2 separate regions of the Macaca mulatta genome follow, and region 2 is linked to region 1. Evidence: chromatin contacts called from public Hi-C data. All regions are on one chromosome and are shown on one strand. Each heading gives the region's core, a stretch centred on a gene start, on an enhancer-like site or on the middle of the called end of the contact. The rest is flanking DNA. Distances are from core to core; before and after follow the strand shown. Region 1 holds the start of CARMIL3 (capping protein regulator and myosin 1 linker 3). Region 2 holds the start of RNF31 (ring finger protein 31).

Region 1 (5,801 bases), core at 2,394-4,893:
CCTGAACCTCAGTTTCTTCATGTGCAAGATGCAGCTGAATCATCCTAAGATCTTCGTCAGCTCTGACAAACATCCTAGGAACCCACTCTAACTCCTCATTGCCATGCCTCCTCCAGTGCTCTTCACTCATGCTGTTTCCCCTTCTTCTCTTGGCTTCAGACTCTGGACATTAATGTGAAGGCCCCAGCCCTGATGACAAAGGCAGTGGTGCCAGAAATGGAGAAACGAGGGTACAGAGAGTGAGGGAGAGCCTGGGTGAGATGGGACCTCACACGGGCTGAGGGCAGTGGTCCACACTGGGAAGAGGGTCAGCTCTCTTCTTTTTCCAGGGGTGGCTCAGTGGTATTCCTGCCCTCTGTAGCAGCCTTCAGTCCATCTCTTGTAAGAAACCTTTTGTCTGCCCCTTCCATCCCATCCTCCACTCTACATCTTTCCACCCCTCCTGTTACATAACCCAAAGAAGTTTGTGTCCCCTTTTAGAATCACACCAAGTCCCTGCCCTGCAAGATGCCTTGCCTCCACAAACCATAACCTGGGGGAGGTTTAGCCACAAGACAGTTTCCTAACTGTGCCCCTCCCTTACAGGAGATCCCTATTGAGCACTGCCCTTTCTGTCTAGTAATTAGAACCAAGAATGACCTGGAAACTATGAGTCTGACACATTCCCTTCTTTCTCCAGGGCTTCAGTCCTTACAGTGTCAGTAAAACAGCCTTACTGGGCCTCACCAAGACCCTGGCCATAGCGCTAGCCCCAAGGAACATTAGGGTGAACTGCCTAGCACCTGGACTTATCAAGACCAGCTTCAGCAGGATGGTGAGGAAGGGGAGCTCTGCATCCCACTGGAACCCCTTGAAAGGCATCCATCTTCTTGGACAGGGAAGCCCAGTACCTGATTCCTAAACTCTCAACCACTCCATTCTCCTTCCTTGGGCTTTTCCATATTCCCTCTCTGTACCAACTGCCCTTTCCAAGCCAGACTCCTATCAAACCTTTCCTGAGGTATAGGGTGGAGACTGAGGTATTCAGACTCTACTCACACTGTTTCCTCTCTCCTTACATGGATGAGAATTGGAGAGATGCAGCAAAATGCATCACTAGAACCTGAAACAAATGAAACACATGACGGCAGTGGGGAGAGCTGGGAGCTAGAAAAAGAAATAGGAAGTGAAAGAGGGAAGTCTGTCCATCCTTACTCTCTTGCCATGAGGACAGGCAGTTTCTTCCCTTTCTGTTCTTCGCTTTCCTCTTCTTAAACATAAAGACATTTCCCTTCTTCCTGCAGCTCTGGATAGACAAGGAAAAAGAGGAAAGAATGAAAGAAACTCTGCAGATCAGAAGGTAAAACCATCATGCGGTCAAGGGCCCTAAGAGGCATGAAGATGGAAAGGTCTGGTCCCTAGCAGCCCACAGTCCACTGTCTCAGTCCCACAGATAACACAGGCAGGCTCTCCTCTGCCTCACAGACCACAAATTCATAAACACTCTCACTGCAGTGGCCTGAGCAAGAAGTCAGCTTCCCTTTCAAAAGGTAAACCCAGAGACATCGGGGTTTCAGCAGTGCAGAGCTCTGGGAGAAGTCCTGAGTCCTTTCTCCACCTGGGAGATTGCCTCCACCTCTGAGCATCCATGGAGACCAAAGACCAAAACCAAAACCATGCATTTTTAGTTCCCTTGAATAATGACACATGTTTATGAAACTCAGGTTGATGATCTACAATCCAAATGAAAAGAATGAAGAGCTTTACTAAGCCCCAAACTCCCCTTGCCTAAGGAGTTACTTTCTTCCCCAGTGAGCTGGGTGAACTGTTCAAGCACCTTTGTCGGGCTCCCTTTCCTCTAAATTCCCTGCCTCTCTCTATCTTCTGGCTTCGAGGACAGATGCCAGCAATGCCTAACTCTGTACTGGTCCAGACATCCCAAATCTTCCCAAAGGCATTCTGATGTCAGGCATGAGCTGCAGGCCTAGTTTGTAACTCATTAATAATTCGGGATTGTCATCCTAGAGCTCCAATGAATTGATCTAGCCCATGTAGCTCGATCCTGGATTCACATTAGAATCACCTGGGGAGCTTTTTAAACTGCAGATGCTCAGGCCCCACCCACTCCCAGAGATTCTTTTGTAATTGGTCCAAGGTAGGACTTGACCATCTGGGCTTTTGTTTTTCTTTGTCTTTTCTTTTCTTTTTTTTGTTTTGTTTTGTTTTTTTGTTTTGTTTTGTTTGTTTGTTTAAGCCTCTCAAATGATTGCAAGGTACAGCTAGAATGGAGAACCATTAATTCAGCCCTTGTATGTTTGAGTTACTCACTTTGCCCACCTCTAGAGCATTCTATGGCAGGCAAATTAAAGTGTCTCCTAACTATGCAGTCACTGATAAAATAAGAATTAGCACATTCTCACCAAATGAACCTAACTTTAAGGGACAAGTATAGATTCCTGAAAAAGTTGTCTGTAAGTTGAACCTGTACAAATGGAATCATTTTAAACACACCATTTACTGTCACACAGATTCCCTGATACTTTAGTGTGTGCACATGTGAAACCATTTTTTTTTCTGAAGTATGAAATAATTGCTTACTATTTTATCTGTATAACTTTGGATTTTGGTGTCCTGAGCTCTCTAAAAAACAGTGTGTTTCTACAGTATTTGAATATTATGGGTAATGGTTTTTGCAGAGTACAGTATGCTCATACTAAATTATAACAGCATATCCTCATGGTAACACTATTTGATAGGCGGAAAGCTTGTACACTGATCCTGAAAAGTCATCTGATAATTCTTGATTAAGCAAATTTCATTCCCTGTGGGCCGAGTGAGGGAGGCAGACCTGTTTGATTTTTACTCCCTTTCTTGCTTCCCCTATTCCCCAGGTTAGGCGAGTCAGAGGATTATGCTGGCATCTTGTCTTTCCTGTGCTTTGAATATGCCACCTACATCACTGGGGAGACAGTGGTGGTGGGTGGAGGAACCCCGTCCCGCCTCTGAGGACCTGGAAACAGCCCATGGGGCAGTGTTGGGCTCTAGCTCCTGGTGCTGTTCCTCCATTCATCCACTGGCCTTTCCCACCTCTCCTCACCTTACTGTTCACCTCATAAAATCAGTTCTGCCCTGTGAAAAGATGCAGCCTTCCCTGCAGTCAAGGTGGTGTCTTACTCAGGATTCCTGCTGTTGTTGTGGCCTTGGGTAAAGGCCTCCCCTGAGAACACAGGACAGGTCTGCTGACAAGGCTGAGTCTACCTTGGCAAAGACCAACAGATATTTTTTGCCCGGGCCACTGGGGAATTTGAGGGGAGATGGGAGAGAAGGAAGCTGGAGTGGAAGGAGCAGAGTTGCAAATTAACAACTTGCAAATGAGGTGCAAATAAAATGCAGATGATTGCAGGGCTTTGAATCGAATCCACGTGTTCATTTCTCAGTGTGGGGTGCTTAGCTGAGCAGAGAGCAGAAGTCTGGCCAGGCTGGATCTCTGGATCCCCCAGCCCTCCTCCCTGTCTCCAGGACCTGAGCGTGATGTGCAGGGGTGGAGGTGTCTGCAGAGCTGCCAACTGGAAGGAAGGTGGCACGGGAACTCCCAGGACACCACGGGGATCCCCGAGGCAGGGCGAGCCGGGCGAGGGTGGGGAAGGATGAACTCTCTAACATCTCCCCGCCCCTTGCCTCCCAGATCTGGCCAGGTCCCCTTCTGGCATGGCCCTAGGTCCCGAGTTCCCTCCCGAGTCAGCAAGGACAAGCTGAACAGGTCCTGAGCCGGTGGGGAATAGAGAAACGCCCTGCAAGCTGCCCAGGCCCACAAACAAAAGAAATGGGTTCTGCCCACTGGCCCGAGGAATAGTAGACGGAAAGCGGGGACGCTGCCCCCTACCCCGAAGGCCCGGACACCTGGCGACGCACACCGGCCCGCTCACGCGGGAGCCGGCGAGAGGGGTCCGCGTGAGCGCGCGCGGGGGGTCTCACGCTGCTCGGCCGCGCGTCGCGCATGCTCAGTCGGGCAGCTCTCCGGGCGGGGCGGGGGAGCCGGCGCTCCGTGGCCGGGGGAGGAGCGCTCAAGCAGCCGCCCCTGACCCGAGCGGGCTCGGCCGCTGCTGCAGCGCTCAGCGCCTGGGCCCTGCCGAAGCCGGGTCTAGCATGTGCTGCGGCTCCCCAGCGGTGGCGGCGGCTCCTCTGCAGCAGCCTCAGCAACAGCGGCCGCCATGGCCAAGCCCAGCGTGGAGCTCACCCGCGAGTTGCAAGGTACGAGGCTGCCTCGGTCTCCGGGACGCCCCGTCCGGGAGCATCCCAGACCCAGCGCGTTCCTCCCCGCGGTGCACCCCAGCCCGGTGTCTCACACCCCTCACCCCATGCATCCCGGCTCCAAGGCAGCCCCTGCATCCCAGTCCGGGCATCGCTGTCCCCGGAGCACCTCCGCTGCCTGCTTCGCCTCACCCGGTCGGGACCTTCCTGTCCCGGAGCCGCCCGTCCCGCCCTTCGGTGACAGGTGCAGTTCCCTGGCGCTCTCTGGGGCTGACTCTCGGCGTTCCTGGCCCACCTTCGGCGAAGCGTCCGGTCTCCCCTCCGGAGAGTCCCCGCTTCCCCGCCGGGCGGGGCCAAGCCCGCCCCTCCCGGCAATGGGAGCTGCCCCTGGTCCTGACCGCTGCGTGGCTTAACACCCTCCCTCCTCCCGGCCCCGCCCCGGAACTGGCCCTGAAGAGCCCCTTAGGAGCTGGGCAGCGCCCAGGCCAGTGGGGCAAAGAAGAGAGTCAGGGAAGAGGCCCTGGATTGGAGCTAAAACCAAGAGCAGGAGGGTCTCTGCGGCTCGCCTCCCACAGCCCCCGTCCCAGCCTGCCTCCTTCTAGCTACCCACCACCCACACATCAAGGCTGCTCCCGTTTGCATGGTTCTCAGACCTAGCCCAAACCCAGGCCCGGCCACCCAGCACTGCCACAACCCTGACCCCCAGAGACGGGAGCACAGGCTAGCCCACGCAAAGCGCAGGATGCTCATGGATACTCAGAGGCATGCTGCACCGTGGCGGTCTCCCACACCTGCACACACACACAGCACAATCGTGAGACGTGTGTAAACACATCTTCACAGAGATGGCACCCCAGCACACGCGCGCGCGCGCACACACACACACACACACTATATCTGGGTGGTTCTGCCAGCAGATGGTATGGGTCTCATTTAAACGTTAATTCTTCTCCCTGCCCAACACACAGGGAGGAACTGTCTGGCTCTGTGCCCCTTCCACAGCATACTCATTCACACTTACCTGTCCCCACCAATGCCACACTCAGACTCCCTGACATCTCCAGGAGGCATGCACACTCTCATAGTAAAGGCAGACACTCACACCCAGACCACCTAGAATATAGTCAAAGGGACACCCCACACCCCCACACACTGACTCACTGTGTATGTGTCAATGGCTGTTGTAGTGCATGGGTTGGAAATTCTTCACACCCTTAGAAGTGTAAGACACACCCTCCCACAGACAGTCAGCAACCGTCCCCTGACTCAGGGACATCAGGAGCCAGAGTTTTCTCCATATTCTACTCCTTCTCTAATAGGAAGAGAAAAGCCAAAAAGAAAGAGTGTGAAAAGTCACCCAAGCAGGAAAGGCCTCTGTCCCTGTCCTCCCTTGTCTCTCTGTTTCTCTCTCATCCCATTTGACCCTGACCCTGCCTCTATCTGGAGAGCTCTGGGAGGTGGAGGTGGCCAGGGTAAGGGGAAGCTCTGAGCAGGCTCCCACTCACCCTCAGACAGTATCCGGAGGTGCCTGAGCCAAGGGGCCGTGCTCCAACAACATCGTGTGAAGTTGG
Region 2 (5,938 bases), core at 2,143-4,642, 99 kb after region 1:
CCACCCCTTCCCACCACATTCATCTTCAGTCTGGACATAGATGCCACCTCAATAAATGCTTTTTGAATGAATGACACATGCAGGAAGGGAATCCATACAACATATAGATCATTTATTTTCCTTCTAGTCCTGGGTTCAGTACATAGATGGCTTCTCTTCACCCTTCGGGTTGACAATTTTCTCCAGGTTGCTGCTGATGATATGATAAAGCTCGGCCTGGGAGAAGGCCAGAGTGCAAGAGTCAGGTTCTTAGCCAATCCCCTGCCCGCCCCTACTCATCCACCTCCCCTAAGGCCTTACTCCAGACTCACATAGAAGGCCCTCAGGTCCAGCACCATGGCCCTGAGCTCCCCATAGGCTGCCTCATCTCGCTCATGCACCAAGGCCCGGTAATCCATCTGCAGTGTGGGAGGCAAAGCTGTGTCAGTCCCATGGGAGGCTGGGACATGAGTCTGGTTTCCTTTTATAGGAAACAAGTTAACTTGAGAATGAACCCCTTCTTAGCACCAAGAAATAGGATCCCAAGGGACTGAGCAGAGAAAAGGGTCAAAGTCGTTGAAGCCCTAATCGGTTTTTCTAGGCAATGCTTTTAGCTAAATATTCTACACATTGGGAAAGTCACAAACAAGACAAGGAGGACCTCTTTCTCCACACCTCCTCGTCCCACCTCCAGCTAAAAGGCTGGTGGACTATCCACTCACTACATGAGTCTCCTTGGAGGCCTTGGCCACAGCATCCCCACGTTCTGAGAAGTACCTGCCAGAAGCAAGGAAATACCACAGGAATGAGTGTTCAGGGAGATGTACTCCCTCAGACCCTTCCCAAAGTCTCCCATCATCCTGATGCCTAGCTTTGGGGGTCCCAAAGAAATGCTCCTACTGCCCCCAATGCTGGTCTTCCAGCTGCCCTCACTTGGAAATGGTTGTCTGGAAAGCTTCCACTTTGGTCTTGACGGCATTCACCCTCTCCAGCACCTTCTCCTGTGGTGACACGGGAGGCAAAGACAACACTTCATGTCCTCCCCATTTCATACACTATCTTCCTCCTCCTTCTGGTTCATGTCTAGCTCAACCTCCGAGGCTCTCCCTACTCTAAGTGTCTTCAGTTACCCTTTTCTTACCTGGATTGCTACCCCAAAATCATTTCCATCTTCAATCTTGGGGATCAGGTGCTGGATCCATGTAATCACCTGTGTTAAGAGGGATCATGTAAGAATCATTCAACAAACATACTGAGTTCTTCCTATTATTGTCACTTACTAAAAAATTGTTATATTTAATTGGGTACTTATTACACACCAGCGCTGTGTCATGTATTTATTTCATTTAATCATCACAGCAACCATCAGAGACACATATTTATTGTATCCATTTAACAGATGAAAAAACTGAGTCACAGAATGTCTAAGTGACTTACTTAAGGTTACCAGCTAGGTAACTGATAGAATCATGATTTGAACCTAAGCAGTCTCTCTCTAGGGTCCACTCTTTTAAAACAATTCACTCACTATATCATGCCACCTCTACTATGAACCCGATAGAGCAGTAGGTTCTGAGGTTACAGAGTGGATACTGCATAGTCTCTAATTTTGGGGGTACCGTTGTGATAAGAGAGGTCTAACAGAATGAGAACAAAGGAGATCTAAGCCCAAGGCACAGAAGGAAGTTTTCTTTTTCAGGACTAGGTCTCTGTATGAAGGACTTGTATCTATGGAGGAGTCCAGGGCTTCACTTTGTGTATCTTCTCTTTCCACCTCCCCCATTTCCTAGGCTTACCAGAATGCATTTCTCTTTGAGAGTCCAGACTTCTGGCTTAACCAGGGCAAGCAGGGACAGGACTTTCTCATTCCCAGGGAGAAATCCACACTTAGGGACTGTGAGAAAGAGGGGATTCAGGCTCTTTCTCATCCAGCAGCCAATGTGCCATCTCCCCTTCCCTAGTCACCTCTTATCTCTCTTACCTTCTTTCTTCTCCTGCTTATCTGTTTCCATCTAAGACAAAAAAGGGGGAAAGTAGCTTTGGAAAAGTCACAGAGGTTGAAGGGCTATCATCTCCATTGGGTTTATAGTCCAAGTCCTGCACCCTGAATGCCTCACCTCATCATCCTTGGGTGGAGGGTCTGGGATGGGGATGTCCAGTGGGGCCCGGAGGGAAGTCAGGTCAGCCACATTGAGGGAGTCCTCCTGCACAGAGCTCACTGTCAGGGGCTGCCCAGTCTCTTCCCTTCATCCTAGGTCACAGCCTTCCCTCCATACATCCCACTTGCCCTCTGCCTCCCAACCTAGGCTCATGCCTCACGCCATCCTAATATTCCCAGTCCACTACTTGAAACTATTCTCTGCATGCTGAATCCAGTTGTTAGCTAGAGAGGATGGGCAAAGGGGAGAGAGGACATGGGAAGGGGCAGGAGGGGGCCACACTACTCACTTGCAAGAGCTGATTCAGGTATATGATTTTCTGTGGCAAGAATCTGTAGAGGAATTCCTCAGCCTGTGGGTTACATTGCAAGGGAGGGGAATCACAGAATATGCTCAATGAGATGTCTGACAAATGGAACTGGAAGGGCCTTTGGAAATCACCGGGTCCAAGACTTGCAAATGAGGAAACTGAAGACCTGAAAATGAAAGGACTTGCCCAAGCTGGTAAGTGGCAGAACTAAGGTTAGGACTGTGCTATTCCTGCTTTGGGAGCCATGGATTTTTTCCTCCACATCAAAAGAGGGGAGAAGTGCCAGAAGTGGGGAGAGTCATAAGAAAGGTCACATTAAAGGTAGCTATCAATAATTCCGGGGTTACTTTGGGTGAAGGCTTGGTAAGGGAAGTAGGGTTAAGTCTAGGGTGACTTGGGGGGGGTCATTAGGAGAGGTTGTTATCCTCAAGTATTGGTCTAAGATTCTGGGTCAAATCGCTGAAATCCAGAGACTTACCTCCTGGAAAAGATTCTGCCTGAAGACCTCCACCTACACAGAGAGTAGTACCCGGATGTTGGTTAAGGGTCTGGGTTGTCAAAAGCTTCCACCCACAACAGGGTGCCCTCCAACTGTGGCTCAGGCCTTTCTCACCACAAGCCAGTTTCCCCTGGAAGCTCCTGCTCACTGCAGTCAGAGGGCAGGAATCTGGGAATCCCCGAGAAGTGAAGGCACTAGCGAGATTGGGGGAGTTATCTGGCACTGCTTTGGTCCCCTGAACCACCCAGCTTGGCCTCCCCCCAAGAGGGCTCTATGACCCCTTCCTGGCCTCCGATTCACCATTACCTGTTTGCGGGCTTCCCCGCTCAGGCGCACCCCACACGGCTTGGCCATGCTGCTTCAGTCGCTAGATCTCTGGTCTCCCGGCTAGTCGCCCGGGCTTTCGCTTTCACTCCCCAGGTCCAGGCCCGCCCCCCTCAACCCCGCCCCCTTTCTTCTTTCCGCCTCCCTCCTCCCCCGGCAGGCCGCAAGCAGTAGGTAGCCCCTCAGCCATTCCCAGCCAGTTGCCACTAGGAGAGGCGGTGCTGGCTGGGTCACAAGCCCAGGGGCTGCCCGAGGGAGGGGCTGGGGTGAGTGGGACAGCGGAGACTGGAGCGGGGCTGTCCCTTGGAGAGGGGCGGGGCTTATAGCTAGGGCCCACGAGAAGTCCAGGGTCGGGGTAAGAGAGGTGGGAGTATGGCAAAGGGGGTATCCAGTGGCGGGGCTCCCCCAAGAAGTCTCGACCGCAAACAGCGGACGGAGAGAGATGAGAGCGAGTAGGAGGGGCAGCCAGAGGGAGCGCCTGGGGTGGAGAAGGGCTAGCCGCCCTTAGAAGGGAGAGGGCAGGGGCTGGGTGAGGGTCTTCCCTCAGCCTTCAGGACAGACCGGAGATGGGGCGGGACTCGCTCAAGAGGGGCTAGGGCCGGCCAGAGTCGGTTCCCCTGCAGGGTGGGACTTCCCCGGTGAGGCCCGGAGCGTAGCGGACTGGTCCAGCTAGAAAAAGGAAGGGTTTGAGCTGAATAGGATAACCCCGCGCCTGGGGCTATCCGGAAGGGGTGGAACCAGACTGGAGGAAGGCGGGGAAGAGCGCTTGACTGAGGGAAGATGCTGGGGCGCGTTGAGGGAGGAGCCAGGAGCCATTTGCCTTCTCATTGCTTGGGACCTGGCCCTCCCTCTTGGCCACGCCCCCTGGTTTCGGGACACCCGCTCCCAGCTTAACCTTAAGCCCCGCCCGTTCCTCTGAAATTGGGTCGCTGTCCCGCCCTCTTTCCTAGTACTTCCTGTTCTCGGCTAACCCTGGCGCAGGGCCGGGGGCTGGAGAATGACTGTGGTCTGAGTGACCCGGGGCGGCTGCGCGGGCCGGGGTGGGCCTCAAAGCCGGGCACCAGACGGGAGGGGCGGCGCTTGGGCCGCGCGCTGCCCGCGCCGGGTCCCGGCGGGCGGCAAGGCTGGGGCTGACTCCTTTCTCAGGATGCCGGGGGAGGAAGAGGAGCGGGCCTTCCTGGTGGCCCGCGAGGAGCTGGCGAGCGCCCTGAGGAGGGATTCTGGGCAGGCGTTTTCCCTGGAGCAGCTCCGGCCGCTGCTAGCCAGCTCTCTGCCGCCAACCGCCCGCTACCTGCAGCTGGACGCCGCACGCCTGGTCCGCTGCAACGCCCATGGGGAGGTGAGGCCCGGCCCCGCTTGGAAGGGGGCACCAGGGCCTGAGGCCCGGGCTACGCTTACAACTCTCTGCTCTCATTGCTCCCAGCCCCGAAACTACCTCAGTACCCTGTCCACGGCCCTGAACATCCTGGAGAAATATGGCCGCAACCTTCTCAGCCCTCAGCGGCCCCGGTACTGGCGCGGCGTCAAGTTTAATAACCCTGTCTTTCGCAGCACGGTGGATGCTGTGCAGGTGAATCCCCTGGCCTTACGGGAGAGGGGGCTGGGTCTGGGCTGGGGTTTGGCTAGAAAAGGCCTGAGATTGTGCTGAATGGGGAGGGGTCCAGCCCTACTCGGCAGGAAGCCTCCTGGGTGGTGACTGGTTGTGAATGTGTGGCAGGGGGGCCGAGATGTGCTGCGATTATATGGCTATACAGAGGAGCAGCCAGATGGGTTGAGCTTCCCCGAAGGGCAAGAGGAGCCAAATGAGCACCAGGTTGCTACAGTCACACTGGAAGTACTGCTGCTTCGGACAGAGCTCAGCCTGCTATTGCAGGTGAGATGCTCCTCTAGTCTTGATGGACTTATGCACCAGGGCTGGGGAGCCCAGCCTAACTCAAGTAAGTCTGAGGACCCCTGTGCTGCTGAACTATGGGCGTAGTTCAGCATTCTGGGAGCTCCGGGTACTGATTTTCCCTCTGTGAATGTTAAGGGACCAGGGCTTAGAGGGAGGGCTTTGTTCTAGGGGTCTAGGTGGAAACCGTTTTTATCTGTATTATTACAGAATACTCATCCAAGACAGCAGGCACTGGAGCAGCTGTTGGAAGACAAGGTTGAAGATGATGTAAGGAAGGCAGGAAAGGGGCTGGTATACAAAGGGAACCGGAATTGTGGGACTCTGTATCCCTAAACCCTTGTTCATTCCCTGCCCTTTCTTTTTCAGATGCTACAGCTTTCAGAATTTGACCCCCTATTGAGAGAGATTGCTCCTGGCCCCCTCACCACACCCTCTGCCCCAGGTATTATTGGTCCTAAATTGGGGACCAAGTAGCAAGCTATATTGATGGAAATTTGGGATGCTCCTCTGCCTTGGTTATCTTCCTTTGTGTTTGTTTGTTTGTTTTGAGACAGAGTTTTGCTCTTGTTGCCCAGGCTGGAGTGCAATGGTGCGATCTCCACTCACCGCAACCTCCGCCTTCCGGGTTCAAGCGATTCTCCTGCCTCAGCCTCCCAGGTAGCTGGGATTACAGGCATGCACCACCACACTCAGCTAATTTTGTATTTTTGGTAGATACAGGGTTTCTCCATGTTGGTCAGGCTGGTCTGGAACTCCCGACCTCAGGTGATCCA

What was found. Hi-C and Micro-C count contacts between places; a contact is called where the count stands out from the background.
Region 2: a Hi-C map of fetal cortex germinal zone shows a contact between it and region 1, with 2.5 times the contacts expected there. The contact joins the promoter of RNF31 here to the promoter of CARMIL3 in region 1. A contact is called at or near these places in 4 of 14 Hi-C or Micro-C datasets (blood, fetal cortex germinal zone, fetal cortical plate and 1 more).

What each region holds. Positions count from the first base shown.
Region 1 is chr7:97,161,892-97,167,692 of T2T-MMU8v2.0, forward strand. CARMIL3 (capping protein regulator and myosin 1 linker 3) reads left to right here and starts at 3,644. Exons shown (of 40, transcript XR_013396131.1): 1 at 3,644-4,230; 2 at 5,742-5,801. It overlaps DHRS4L1 (dehydrogenase/reductase (SDR family) member 4 like 1), which reads left to right. Exons shown (of 5, transcript NM_001277870.2): 3 at 680-814; 4 at 1,284-1,339; 5 at 2,871-3,396. The coding sequence ends at 2,985. All of the region lies in intron 1 of LOC144330191 (a long non-coding RNA gene), which reads right to left.
Region 2 is chr7:97,261,430-97,267,367 of T2T-MMU8v2.0, forward strand. It overlaps RNF31 (ring finger protein 31), which reads left to right and starts at 3,393. Exons shown (of 22, transcript XM_077940761.1): 1 at 3,393-3,537; 2 at 4,418-4,610; 3 at 4,695-4,841; 4 at 4,989-5,144; 5 at 5,373-5,432; 6 at 5,532-5,607. The coding sequence starts at 4,419. PSME2 (proteasome activator subunit 2) reads right to left here and starts at 3,367. Exons shown (of 11, transcript NM_001257629.1): 1 at 3,254-3,367; 2 at 2,927-2,959; 3 at 2,428-2,490; 4 at 2,097-2,183; 5 at 1,961-1,991; 6 at 1,776-1,873; 7 at 1,121-1,189; 8 at 913-980; 9 at 702-756; 10 at 312-398; 11 at 110-216. The coding sequence starts at 3,301. The coding sequence ends at 136.